Linked DNA regions of Mus musculus: region 1 is linked to region 2. The links are chromatin contacts, called in public HiChIP or PLAC-seq maps. All regions are on one chromosome and are shown on one strand. The core of a region is the stretch at or near the end of the contact, and the rest is flanking DNA. Distances in the headings are between cores, read along the strand shown.

Region 1 (5,857 bases), core at 2,519-5,018, 500 kb before region 2:
AGTCTGCATAGGAACTGGAAAAGCTTAGCATGCACTTGTGAGGATGTGAGGATGCGACAGTGATTCCAAGGATGAGTGAAGCCAGCCAGGAATTGTGGATGTGTGGTGGTTAGCCGTGGGGCAGCTTCTCTCTGGGTGCTGTCTTGGTTCTGTAGGGAGGCAACAGCAAGCCATGATGGAGATCTTACTTCAGAGTACTGGAACAATATGTATGCCTACTTCTGTTTGAGACAGGGTTGCACATAGCCCAGGCTGACCTCAAACTCACTATGTAAATGAGGATGGCCTTGAACTTCCGATCCTCCTGCCTCTGATACCCCAGTGCTGGGATTATAGGTATGCCCCACTATTCCCAGTTTTATGCAGTCTTATGGGTGAAACCCAAGGTTTCATGCCTGGTAGTCAAACATTCAGTCAACAGCTACAGCCCTGGCCCCTTATTCCTCCTTTTCCTGTATAGCTTATGTATTTAGGTCCAGCCCTCAAATGCATTGCATGTGTGCTTCTGTAGGTTTTAATAAATACCTCTTTTTTCCTTCATACCTTAGGTGTCAGCACTGTTGTGGAACAAAACATAGGCGTCAACCTTAGTCTTCGAGATAAGATTGGTTCTGTGGTGGCACACGCCTTTAATCCCAGCACTCCGGAGGCAGAGGCAGGCGGATTTCTGAGTTCAAGGCCAGTCTGGTCTACAGAGTGAGTTCCAGGACAGCCAGGGCTACACAGAGAAACCCTGTCTCAAAAAAAAAAAAGAGAGAGAGAAAGAGAGAGAAGGAAGGTTCTAGTGTGCTGCTCACATGGAGATCCTGACAGGAATACTGTGTGATTAACTTCCTGTGTCATTTTCCAGGGAGGCAGATCAAGACTCAGATGGTCACGTCAGCTTCCGAGACTTTGAATACGCCATGAACCATGGGCAGTCAAAATGAGCCGGGTGCTTGTGAACTACTTGGACAGCTCGATGGATTGTAATCTAGTTGAAGGTCTCACAGACCTCAATCTAGGAAGGGTATGAAACTGTGTACTTGTGAGTAAACTCTTAGTTAGAGCTTTTGAATGCTGATATTGGACCTAGAGATGGGAATCTCCTGTGTGTGTCTCCAGCAGCCCTGAGTCAGGCTGCTACTGCTGGCCCTGCCACCCAGTGGGTTTGGAGTTTTTCCCCCTCTCTGCTCTTGTCAGCTTTCTGTCCTCTATCCTGTGGGTTGGAGGCTCTGCTAACTCCGCATGAGTCCCTCACTCTTGTCAGCTCCGGGAAAAGTTACCTTTGCTCTGCTAGCAGTGTCATTGCCATTCACTTGCTCCACCTCGGCTGAACATCAAGCTTACTGTGTCCAAGCAATGAGCTAGTGCTAGGAAAACAAAGACTCTGAGATGATGCGCCTGGGGTACAGAGAGGTGCACAGGGCACCTGTGTACAAAGCCTAGGAGGAAGCAGCTCTGGCTAGGCCATCAGCCATTCTTTATACAGAGAAGTCCAGGATGTAACTGGGGTCTTAATGGGCAGAAGGGTGTGGTCTTTGGTTCCCTTTAGGATAGCCTGGACCTGAGCCTGGGCTTCTTTCTTCAGAGAAGCTAGCTAGAGAAGCTGGCCGGCAGCCCTCTGCCACACACTTCTGGTTCTAGGTAGTTCTGCCCTGGACCTGAAGCTCCAGCCATCCTAGAGTTAGGAGTCTCCACTCCCTGCCATGCCCCTGGGCGCCAGTGATCACATCAAGTCACAACATACAGCTCAGCATCTACTAAAGATAACTCTGAAATACCAACATTGTCCTTGTAAGTGTTTCACAACATTAACATTTGTGGTATAATTAATGCAATTTATGTTTTTAAAGTGTTAAACATTAAACGATCAAGTAGAAATATAAATTTGTATAGCCAACATTCAACAAGCTTCATGCTCATATAAATTATTAGTAGATAGCCTTAAGAAAAATAAAGTTTTTAGCTATGCTAAACCAGAGGAACCTAAGAGATGGGATAACTAAATGTAATTTGACTGAAATGTAATTTGGTCTCCTAACGGGCCCCTAGGGACCATACGGTAGAGATGAACCAAGCCTGGACTTCCTCTGCTACTTGTGATAGTGTGGGAGACTGGGTGATGGATAGATAGGATTTCTACTGTTTTCATGATTTTTCTATAAATCTAAAATTATCCTCAAACGGAGTTTGTTAAAAATTAAAGGCTTAGTCAAACATTCATAAACTAAATGAAGAAGCAATGAAAATAATTTCTCAACATGAATGAAATATTATTTCAGAGGCAGAAATGAATTACTGGTATCATTGAGAAGTGTGTATGACTTTGTGCACAGTAGTCCAGTTTCTGACTTTGTTCAGCAAGTGTTTTCATTATAAGACAAACCAAATCATTGATCCTGATCTCAAAATATTAAAGAGATATTTTTGATTTCTTAAATATCATATTTATGGTATGTATGTGTGTGTGTGTGTATACATATATACATATATAGTGTATGTTGGTATATATATATGATATATATACACAACATATATATTATATGTTGTGTATATATATTGAATGTATATATTATTTTTCTAATGTGTTATATGTACATTATGTATATGTTATATACATATATACATATTTTCTATTATATGTGTTATATAATATACATATATATTTTATCATACATATATTTTATATATTATATGTGTATATGCATTATATCTATTTTATATATATATATATATATATATATATATATATATATATATATATATATAGCATTTATTAACAGAGCCGTTCTTCAGTAACAGCTAGAGTTCCAAACTTCTGTATTGCACTCCCAGTTGGACCCTGCTCGTCCTGAGCAAGAGTGAGGGAGTAGTCACTTCCTACCGCAGATGTAGGAAGCAAGAGGTGGATCTGGAAGCAGCCACTGAGCAACTTCCATACTGGATTAGCCAAGATGTTTTATCTCAATGACACAAAACTACTCAAGGAAAACTTACTTTGAAAAATTAAAAAGAAAAGAAAATCACTGAGCTAATTTATGAAACCTAGAGGAGGAAGGGTAGGGTTGCAGCCAGGTGCCAGGACCCACAACACCTCCAGATTCGCCCTCCTTCCTATAATTCCTCAAAAAGCTCTGGTCCATGATCCATCCAGATCCCAGTTCAGTGCATCCAGGGACAGGCTCTGGTTGAGCCCACTCAGCTCTGGTTCACCCAGAGGGGATATGGACATGTCCCCTGGGGGCTCAGGTACAAGCAGCCAGAGCTGGTCATAGAGAAGCTGATGACCTGGGCAGCCTTTCTGGCTGGAACCTCTTTGAATAAGATGTACACCCTGGAGTCTGGCATTCAGGAATATCCCAGCTCTCAGAGGAAAGAAAGAGAGGGTGACAGAGAAGCTAAGCTAGCTGCCCGTGCACCTTCTTGTCCTTAACCCTTGCTTTTAGGATTTAACCTCTTCTTTATCTTGGAGGAGCTTTCCCCAGCCTCAGGACCTGTTTCCCCATACTACTGCCTGTGCAGTGTGACCTTGCTGGCCTGATGCCACCTGGGTGACCTAAAAGGCAGGCATCTGTTCTTGATGATCAACTCAGTCTCGGCTCTTGGAGGACATCAAGACTGTTGAGATGCTGCTCTGAGTGGCTGAGTGGATATGACTCAAGAACGGGTAGCAGGCATATATTTTCAGTCACAAGGCCTGGAAAATCCAAGCAGCTGCTTTGCAGTGAGCATAGAGGGGCTTAAAAATAGACAGAGGCAACGGTAAAGGAGAAGCAGCTTGGTGTCTGCTTAGAGCTTGAGAGCAAGACTCAGTCCCTAGCGCTTCGGGTCCTGTGAGGTGACGGCAGCCTTCCAATAAATCTTTCTGCTCAAGCCAGCTGGAGTTGCTTGTTGTCATTTGAAACCCAGAGAACCTTTACCACCGTGAGCTTCCAGCCAAGGACAGAGTCCTAGGTGACATTAGCATTTATGGGGCAGCAGAGAAGACTTTTCCAAAGAGAAAAAGAAGCAGCAGTTGGAGATGGCACAGGAGAATGGCAGCATTGCTCTCCCGACCTTTCTGAGCCCCTCACTGGCGCCACTCTGGGCTTCCCTGATACCGCACCTTGCACTGGTTACCCGTGAGCTGCCAATGGGCACACATACCAGCCCCTCTCAGACCTCAGCTCGCCACTCCTTCTCATGGGCCTGAGGGGGTGGCAGGCCTTTGGAGCCCTCCGGCAACTTTCATGACACAGATTTTTTCATGCTATTTCTGAGCCCATTTTCCTGCTGCCTTTCCCAGTTTCCTGTTCCAGAACCAGTCTGTAAGTGTGAATGGTTCCCCAAATCCTATGACTGGCCCAGTGTTTCTTGATCCACGCATTCCCCAAGGATGATTTCATGCACGGCCAGGAGTCCTCTTATGCCCCTGATTGATAGGACTCCATGCACAAGGCTTTGTCTTTGATCTTGACCTCTGATCAACTCCAGCCTGGCCTGTGTTTTCACTTGCCAGCCAGACATTCCCACCTCAGAGCAGACTCCCTGAACTAAAATCAGATCCATTGTTCCCCCCAATCTTCAAACTTGTTTTCCTAGCCTGTGTTTTCTATTTCTGTTGATGACAGCCTCCCCACCCATCCCCCACCCAAGCTGTCATCTGAGTCAGCTGCCTCAGAGTCTCCCCTTGTCCCCATCTTCCCTGGCTCTGACATTCAGTCACCAAATCCTTTCGAGCATGTCCTTGTAAACATTCCTGATTTTCTTTTCCATTCCATCCTGATCTTTCTGCCCATGTCCTTAGTCCTCCTCAGCAATTCCATCCAGTAACTTGTTCTTTTGCTTAGGCTTATAAAGATGAGTGTATGGCACAAGCAAATATTGCTGTCAAGAGATTTTACTCCAGTGTGTCAGGGACAAAATGACTTCCCAGTGCTGGAGATTTCAGTGGTCGTCTCTTCTGGCAGACAGTGCCTATCCCTGTAACATGCAGTTCAAAGCCTGCAGTATTGGGGTATCAATTTATATTTTCAGTAACGTTGTCCATGACTCGCCCTGCCATGACAGCCAGCTACAGTGGTTACAGAGGCACGTATGCAGTCCCGTCACCTAAGAACACAAAACTTGCAACAAATCTTTGTTCACTGTAGAACTGTAATAATCTTGGGATTTAGTATCGGATGAGATAGATTATAAGAAAGTGAAAGTATCAAAAACAAAACTTAGGGCCTTGGAGGATAGCTCAGTCTGTGCCCACAGGCATGAGGACCTGAGTTCGAGCCCCAGAATGTATAGTAAAAGACTAAGTGGGCTGGTGCATAACCCTAGCTCTAGAGAGACAGGACAGTCCCCTGAGCTTAATGGCCAGCCTCGCCTAATCCGTGAACTCCAGGCCGATGGGAGACCCTGTCTCAAAAAGCAATGGCTGGTTCCTGAGGAACAAGACTATAGGTTGACCTCTGGCTTCTTTGTGCCTCTACACAAGTACACACACACCCATATGAGCACACACTCACAGATGCACTTTCATATACCCCCAGAAAATTAGCAAGAAAACCAGCCCAGATATGGTAGAACAAGTCTTTAAAGTAGCACCTGGGAAGAAAGGAAGCAGATTTGCTTTGTGCTTGGTGTACATTCTGAGTTCCAGGTCAAGCTGGATTACAGAGGGAGAGCCTGTCTCATCAATCTCACTAGAAATTATTGTAAAGCTAACTATGGTGGTACACACTTGAATCCCAACACTGGAAGGTAGAGTCAGGAGGACCAGGGGCTCAAGGCTAGTTACATAGTTAGGCTAAATTAAGACCCTGTTCAAAAAAGGAAAATAAACAGTAAATATTGGTTCACCTATGAACAGATTTTTCTTCACAGTTATCTCTTTATAAGAGGT
Region 2 (5,912 bases), core at 2,719-5,218:
ATTTTTCCAGATCCTGACATTGATGCTGCCAGTGCCATGATGCTTTTGAATTCTCCCCCTGAGATACAAGCAGGTTGTGAGTAGATATTTCTATAGCATACAGCACCACAGTTTGTGAACGTCACCTCTCATTTACATCCTAGGCCGTAGGAAGCACTAATGCTGACATAGCTCTGCACCTGGAGCATCCCCTTCAAAACTGAACATGCACATGCATGCACACATACAGCCACGCCTATGCGTGAGCCAGTGCAGAGGTATGCTTCGAGTTCTCACTGTCAGGACCGAGGAGATGAGAAAGGGACCCGCTAACCACTCCTGCTGGAGATGTCCTCCCACCCCCACCCCCCCACCCTCCCCCCGGCAGGAGTCATCCCCATGAGTCTGTAGGAGAGATTCCCTGGGCCATCATAGTGAGCTAAGCAGTACCCAGTTGTAAACTTTTTTTTTTTCCTGTCTAGGTCTTCAATAATATTAGGGTACATTCTGGAGAGTTTGGCCCGCCTATGAGTGGCTTGGCCTTAAAATGGAACCACAGTACCACATTGCATCACCTCTACCCTGCCTACTAAGTGGCCACAGAGAGAAGGGCAGGGCTGATGTAGTTTAGTAGGGCTCACGGAGCAGTGTTGACTTAATGATGACAGGTTGACAGGTCGCTCGTTGCCTTGCTTGGGCCTGACTCCCACCCACTGCCTGGTGTCTTTCCTTTCCCTTTCTCATCTTTATAGCTGACCTGAAGTCAAGATGTCTCCCCCGCCTCACAGCCTGAGGCCATTGCATCTGTCCATGCCCCACATCTGGCCAGAACCACACTGAGCCGAGAGGTGGTACACTAAGATCTGCGTGTCTTCTGTCAGGGTGCTGCTCGGTCACACGTGCAGAAAGTAACTTGACATGGCTGATCCTCCTGTGACACTGCTAGTGACTGCTCCCTACCTATCTTGCGCCTGTGACTATGTTTCCGGCTGGCGTGGAGCTCTGGCTTTCTGAAGATATCATTGCCTTCCAAAGCAATGAGAATCCCCCCACTTTGGAGACGGTGGCACTTCCCACAAGAAAACATCGCTCCCAAGATGCACAGTAGATTCATGGTGGAATGATAAGAATTCCAGACCCCTGTCCCGTCGTTTTTCTTTGTACCAATTTTAAAAGATCCAAGAGATATTGCCAAGTGAGCATATTCAGAGAGCCTGGCCCTGTGTCTGGGGCCACCCTTACCTGCCCTGACTGCAGAACACTCACTCCCCATTGCCAGCCTCCTTTTCCTGGCCTATGGAAGGCAAGGCTGCTCACACCTCCAGCCAGCCTACTCTACCGCTAAGCAGATAGCAGGTCACCTAGCTAGCCTGGAATGTGGCTCTTAAGTGTCAGAGGAATCTGTACTTAAAATCCATTCTTAGATGACATTTCAGGAAGAAATTATAGACTCCAGTGGTAATCAAGTCACAGGCTGCAAAGGTTCCTATGATAAGGTGGCATGACCTGTCTTAGTGGAAGCACTCAGATCTCTCAGAGCTGTGTAAATTGAAACCCCTTCCTCAGCTCGATGCCACTGTGTGCTGTGGGTATTACTTCATGTGTATGTACTTCAGATAGACTGGTCCCTAGGCTGAGAAGGGAATGGAGAGTCTAGGAAAGTCAAGGGGTGTGGAGTGAGCACTAAACAGATCTTCAGTGTCTCTCCTGAAAGTCTCTTATTCCTGGCCTCTTGACCACAGGTTGGGTTCTCCTGAATTGCTAACAGGATTGCTTTTTGATATTTCCTTGGCCAAACGAGCCTTTCCTCTCTCCATCCCTGTAACTCTCCAACTGTAATTCTCTTTCTGCAATATCCACAGTCCTATTTACGTCCAAGTGCCGCACTGAGTTTTAAAAGCGCTCATGTGTTAAAGGTGTGGATTCTTTTTCCATTCTTTCTAGGGTGGGGTTCCACGTCATCCTGGCTGGCCCCCAAACTTGCTGTGTAGCCAGGGATGACCTTGAACTACTTCTCCTCCTGCCGCCATTTCTCTGGCAAGCACCACCTTACCTTATGTGCATATGTGCGCTAGGGATGGAAACCAGGACTCTGACGGAGCTCTATTACCCAGCTCTGTAGGATCATTTTAGTGGGCTTTTTAAAAAGAAAGCTTTTACCAACATTCTGTGAAAGTGTAGCCACACCCTTCTCGAGGGCCCAGGCCAAGAAGGCTCTCCAGGGTCCTGGCAGGCACCACTGGGATGCCCATGAAGGTCACCAGAGGACACACTCAGAGACAGGAACAGCAGTGGGGACTGAGAACAAGAAGAGCGTGGACACTGGCTTCATATCTGCCTTCCCATCTGGAGGTCAAGTGTAAGCACAGTCAGTGGCAGGCTGCAGAGCCCCTAAAGATTGGAACCGTGCCATAGTTAGGGATCATGTCAAATCCATCATCTCCTAGTGGACACAACCAGAGGGAAGTATATCCACAGGTCTTTTTAGCCCATTCCAACTATAGCTTTATTTTCCTCTACATTGCCCGGTTGGGGTTGGGAGTGGTTTTGCAAGACTGGGTTTCCCTATGTAGCTGTCCTGGAGCTTGCTCTATAGCCCAGGCTGGCCTCAAACTCAGAGGTCAGCCTTCCTCGGCCTCCCAAGTGCTGGGATTGAAGATGCGTACCACTACTGCCTGGCAACGTTGCTGGTCTATTGCCTTGAGATTGGAGGCAGTGCCTCGATCCCTAAAGGGAGAAATCATACAGAGCCAGAATGATGACGATGCTGTCTCCCACCCTGCTACTGTTGCCCCAGGCCTAGGTATGAATCCTCAGTAAATGTATAAAGGCAACAGCCAGCCTCCATGATGGAGAACTGGCAGCGTGCATAGTGAAGCTCGTGGTTGTGTGTCCCTCTCTCTGTGGGTTCACACAGACCTTTTCCCATGGTCAGGAGCTGGCCAGCCTGGCTTCTGAGAACCCCATATGTTTTCTGCTGCTCTCTTCCCTGGGGCTGGGTGCTGTGACCAGGCTCTGTTTATAGAGCCTCCTCGCGCCTTGCTATTTATAGCTTCCTGCTTCACCCCTGAGCTGCCCCTCTGAGTGGCAAGCTACCCACCTCCTCTCCTGGCACTGTTCAGTCCTGGCAATTAACAGGCTAGCTTGGTTGCTAGAAAGGGCTCCCCCCACCCCGCTTTGTCATTGTGCTTTGTAGCCACTGCACTTCAGGTCACCAAGTGGCAGCCCCTTAGATTTCTTCCCTGTTTGGCATCCGAAAGTCTAAGCCAGGGCCAGCACACTGTCTCTAATGCTCAGTGAGTTTTAGAAAAGAGTCTGCCTGAGACGCTAGTGAGAACCCAGGAGCCCTGTGCCCCCTGCAGGGGTCGGACTGCAGTCCCGAGGGTCACCCCCTCTTGTTTCAGTTGTCTACTGCAATTTGCAGAGAGGCACAGTTAATTAAAGCCTTGGCTTCTAACAGTTCGTGCCCCTGGTGTCACTCAGTGTGTGGGATACATTCTGCAAGAAGGGCCATCGCGCGCAAAATGCCACTTCCAGAACAGCCAAGAGCATGGCTGTCTACTCATCTTACCTTCTGAAATCAAAATCTATCCACCTACTCCAGTCTCTCCCTAAAACGTGGTGGTGTAGACGGATCTCAGCTGCTCGCATCTCCTGAATCACCTGCCTAGTAGCTCCCTTGACAATCCTTATGAATCATCTTTAACCCCTGTGGAGAAACTAGGTCACCATAAGCCATCTCCAAAGGCTTATATAATCCTTGGTTGGAATTTTCCCAGAGACGGAACTCTCAATAATAAACAAAACAGCAGAATGGACCAAGAGGGGTGGGGAATGCTGTCTGGAACCGGGGTATATGTCCTTTATATAGGGCTCCACAGAAGAAAGACCACAGGAAACAGGTTGTGCCCTGCCTGCCCTGCCTGCCGTGACAGCCCTTCCCCAGCCTGCTTCCAAGCAAGCAGGTGGAAAGGGTGCCTTCAGGGGAGGAATGATGGCAGGAATGGCCTGCTGCTCTACTTATGGCCTCTCATAGTGTTAGCCAGGGCTGCCCTCCAATGGCAGAGCTGCAAGCTCCCTGCTGAGGTTAATTTTAGACCTTGCAAAGACTAAGGGAGATGCATATCAAAGAGCGAGGCAGGTGAAGTGCTGATGGCCAGCACAGTGTGCAGGAATGTTTGTTTTATGCCTCGGACCTTTCAGAACAGAAATGAGCTTTAGACCCTGGAAAGTGGCTCCGTCAGTAGTACTTGTGTGAGCACCTGAGTCCCAGACGTGGGGTTTGGGGTTAGGGAATACATGCCTGTAATTCTGGTGCTAGGGGGGCAGGGACAAGCAATCCCTAGCTCAATGGCCATCGAGTATGCACTGATCCATGCTGCTTCTCCCTGGCCAGGTGTGAGTGTCACAGTCTAGCTGATTTGAGAAGGCCTTGGAGACATTTAAGAAAACCAGTAAGTGCTGGGGAGTCTGGTGCTGAAGCCTGTGCAGTGGCTCCAGCAACCGTTCTCTTCTCCCGGGTTGCTGGGAGAAAAGATGGGAATGCTGTCGACCAGAAAGGGATGCTTAGACCTCTTCTACTGAGCACACAGAGTTAGAAGTTGCCTTCAAATGTGTATTTTCTTTAGTATTTGACTGAGCTGCCTCCTAACTCCATCTCAGAACGTGAGGTGATGGGTTGTGTTGGTCTTTGAATGTATTGATTTTTTTTTTTCAGGAGGTGCATAGTGAGAGAAGGGGTCTTAGTCAGGGTTTCCATTGCTGTAATGAAACACCACAAACAAAAAGCAAGTTGGGAAGAAGGGGTTTATTTGTCCAGGTCATAGTCCATCATTGGAGGAAGTCAGGTAGAAACTCAAGCTGGGCTAGAACCTGGAGGCAGGAGCTGATGCAGGGGCCATAGAGGGGTGCTGCTTACTGGCTTGCTTCATGTGGCTTGCTCAGCCTGCTTTCTTATAGAGCTCCAGGACCAACAGCCCAAGGATGGCGCCACCTACCATGGGCTTGGGCCTCCCCCATTGATCATTAATTAAGACAATGCCTTACAGCTGGATCTCATGGAGGCATTTCCTCAACTGAGGCTCCTTCCTCTCTGATGACTCTAGCTTGTGTCAAGTTGACACACAAAACCAGCCAGTACAGAAGGGAAAGAAAGATGCTAATTTTAGGCTAAGGGCAGGCGACTGGGCTCATATTCCTGCCTAGTGTTCAGTGGAAAAGGAGACGGCTCTCAATGCCTTTTTCCACAGAGCCATTGTGAACTGGCTGTGCCAGTTTCCAGAGACCTCATTCCTGACACTTGCGGGTGGGGACAGAAAGGAGAAGAGATGGAGGCACACTTAAGTGTCACAGCTGGCTCTTGGCAGCCAGTGAGCGGGCACATGCATGCTCACCATCTCAGTCTGGAGTGTGCTGCCAGTGAGGAAAACCAAGAAATGGCAGGGACTGGAGGCCAGACTCAGCAGCTCCCCTGAGAAGGAGGGCTGGGTTCAGAGGGTGAGCCACCTTACGTAAACGTTCCCAGGCAGTTTCAAATCTCAGGCACACATCTGCTACTGCTGCCAGGTTGCTTTGAAATGAATACAGCACATTAATTGGGAAGATGTGTATGTAGGGTTAGGGCTAGCTACCAAAGGCATAGTAGACTGGAAAGAATTGAATTTCCCCCATTAAACCGTGTGCCTTAGAGATAATTCACTGGAGTTTCTGGAGAGGTGATGTGGGCTGCTTGAAGGATAATGGGAGCAGAGTTGACATTAAAGCACACATCACCAGCCCCTAGGCTAAGCAGTTTTCATAGCCTTCCTTATGTAATCCTCAGAACAACCCTACAAGGTGTGTTTGTGCCACCTGACTAGGGTGGGATACCCAGTGTTATCTGATGCCATGCTACACAGAGCCCTTCTTAGACTCTGCACAGTGGGTCAGGAGTA

The links. HiChIP or PLAC-seq counts read pairs in DNA pulled down with a chosen protein or histone mark.
Region 1: a contact with region 2 is called in an H3K27ac HiChIP or PLAC-seq map of heart atrium, with 5 read pairs. The contact joins two enhancer-like sites. A contact is called at or near these places in 1 of 484 Hi-C or Micro-C datasets (psoas muscle) and 1 of 115 datasets of contacts at active chromatin or transcription factors (heart atrium).

The regions. Positions count from the first base shown.
Region 1 is chr12:99,714,097-99,719,953 of GRCm38.p6, reverse strand. Efcab11 (EF-hand calcium binding domain 11) reads left to right here. Exons shown (of 6, transcript NM_030172.2): 6 at 851-2,423. The coding sequence ends at 929. Among named protein-coding and RNA genes, the nearest start is that of Gm19951, 74 kb to the right of the region's middle. Within about 2 kb of position 3,768, at least 36 of the 459 cell types and tissues checked have an H3K27ac peak or open chromatin away from gene starts, as enhancers often do. A contact at or near this core is called in heart atrium, where this site is marked.
Region 2 is chr12:99,213,762-99,219,673 of GRCm38.p6, reverse strand. All of the region lies in intron 4 of Foxn3 (forkhead box N3), which reads left to right. Among named protein-coding and RNA genes, the nearest start is that of 4930474N09Rik, 54 kb to the right of the region's middle. Within about 2 kb of position 3,968, at least 39 of the 459 cell types and tissues checked have an H3K27ac peak or open chromatin away from gene starts, as enhancers often do. A contact at or near this core is called in heart atrium, where this site is marked.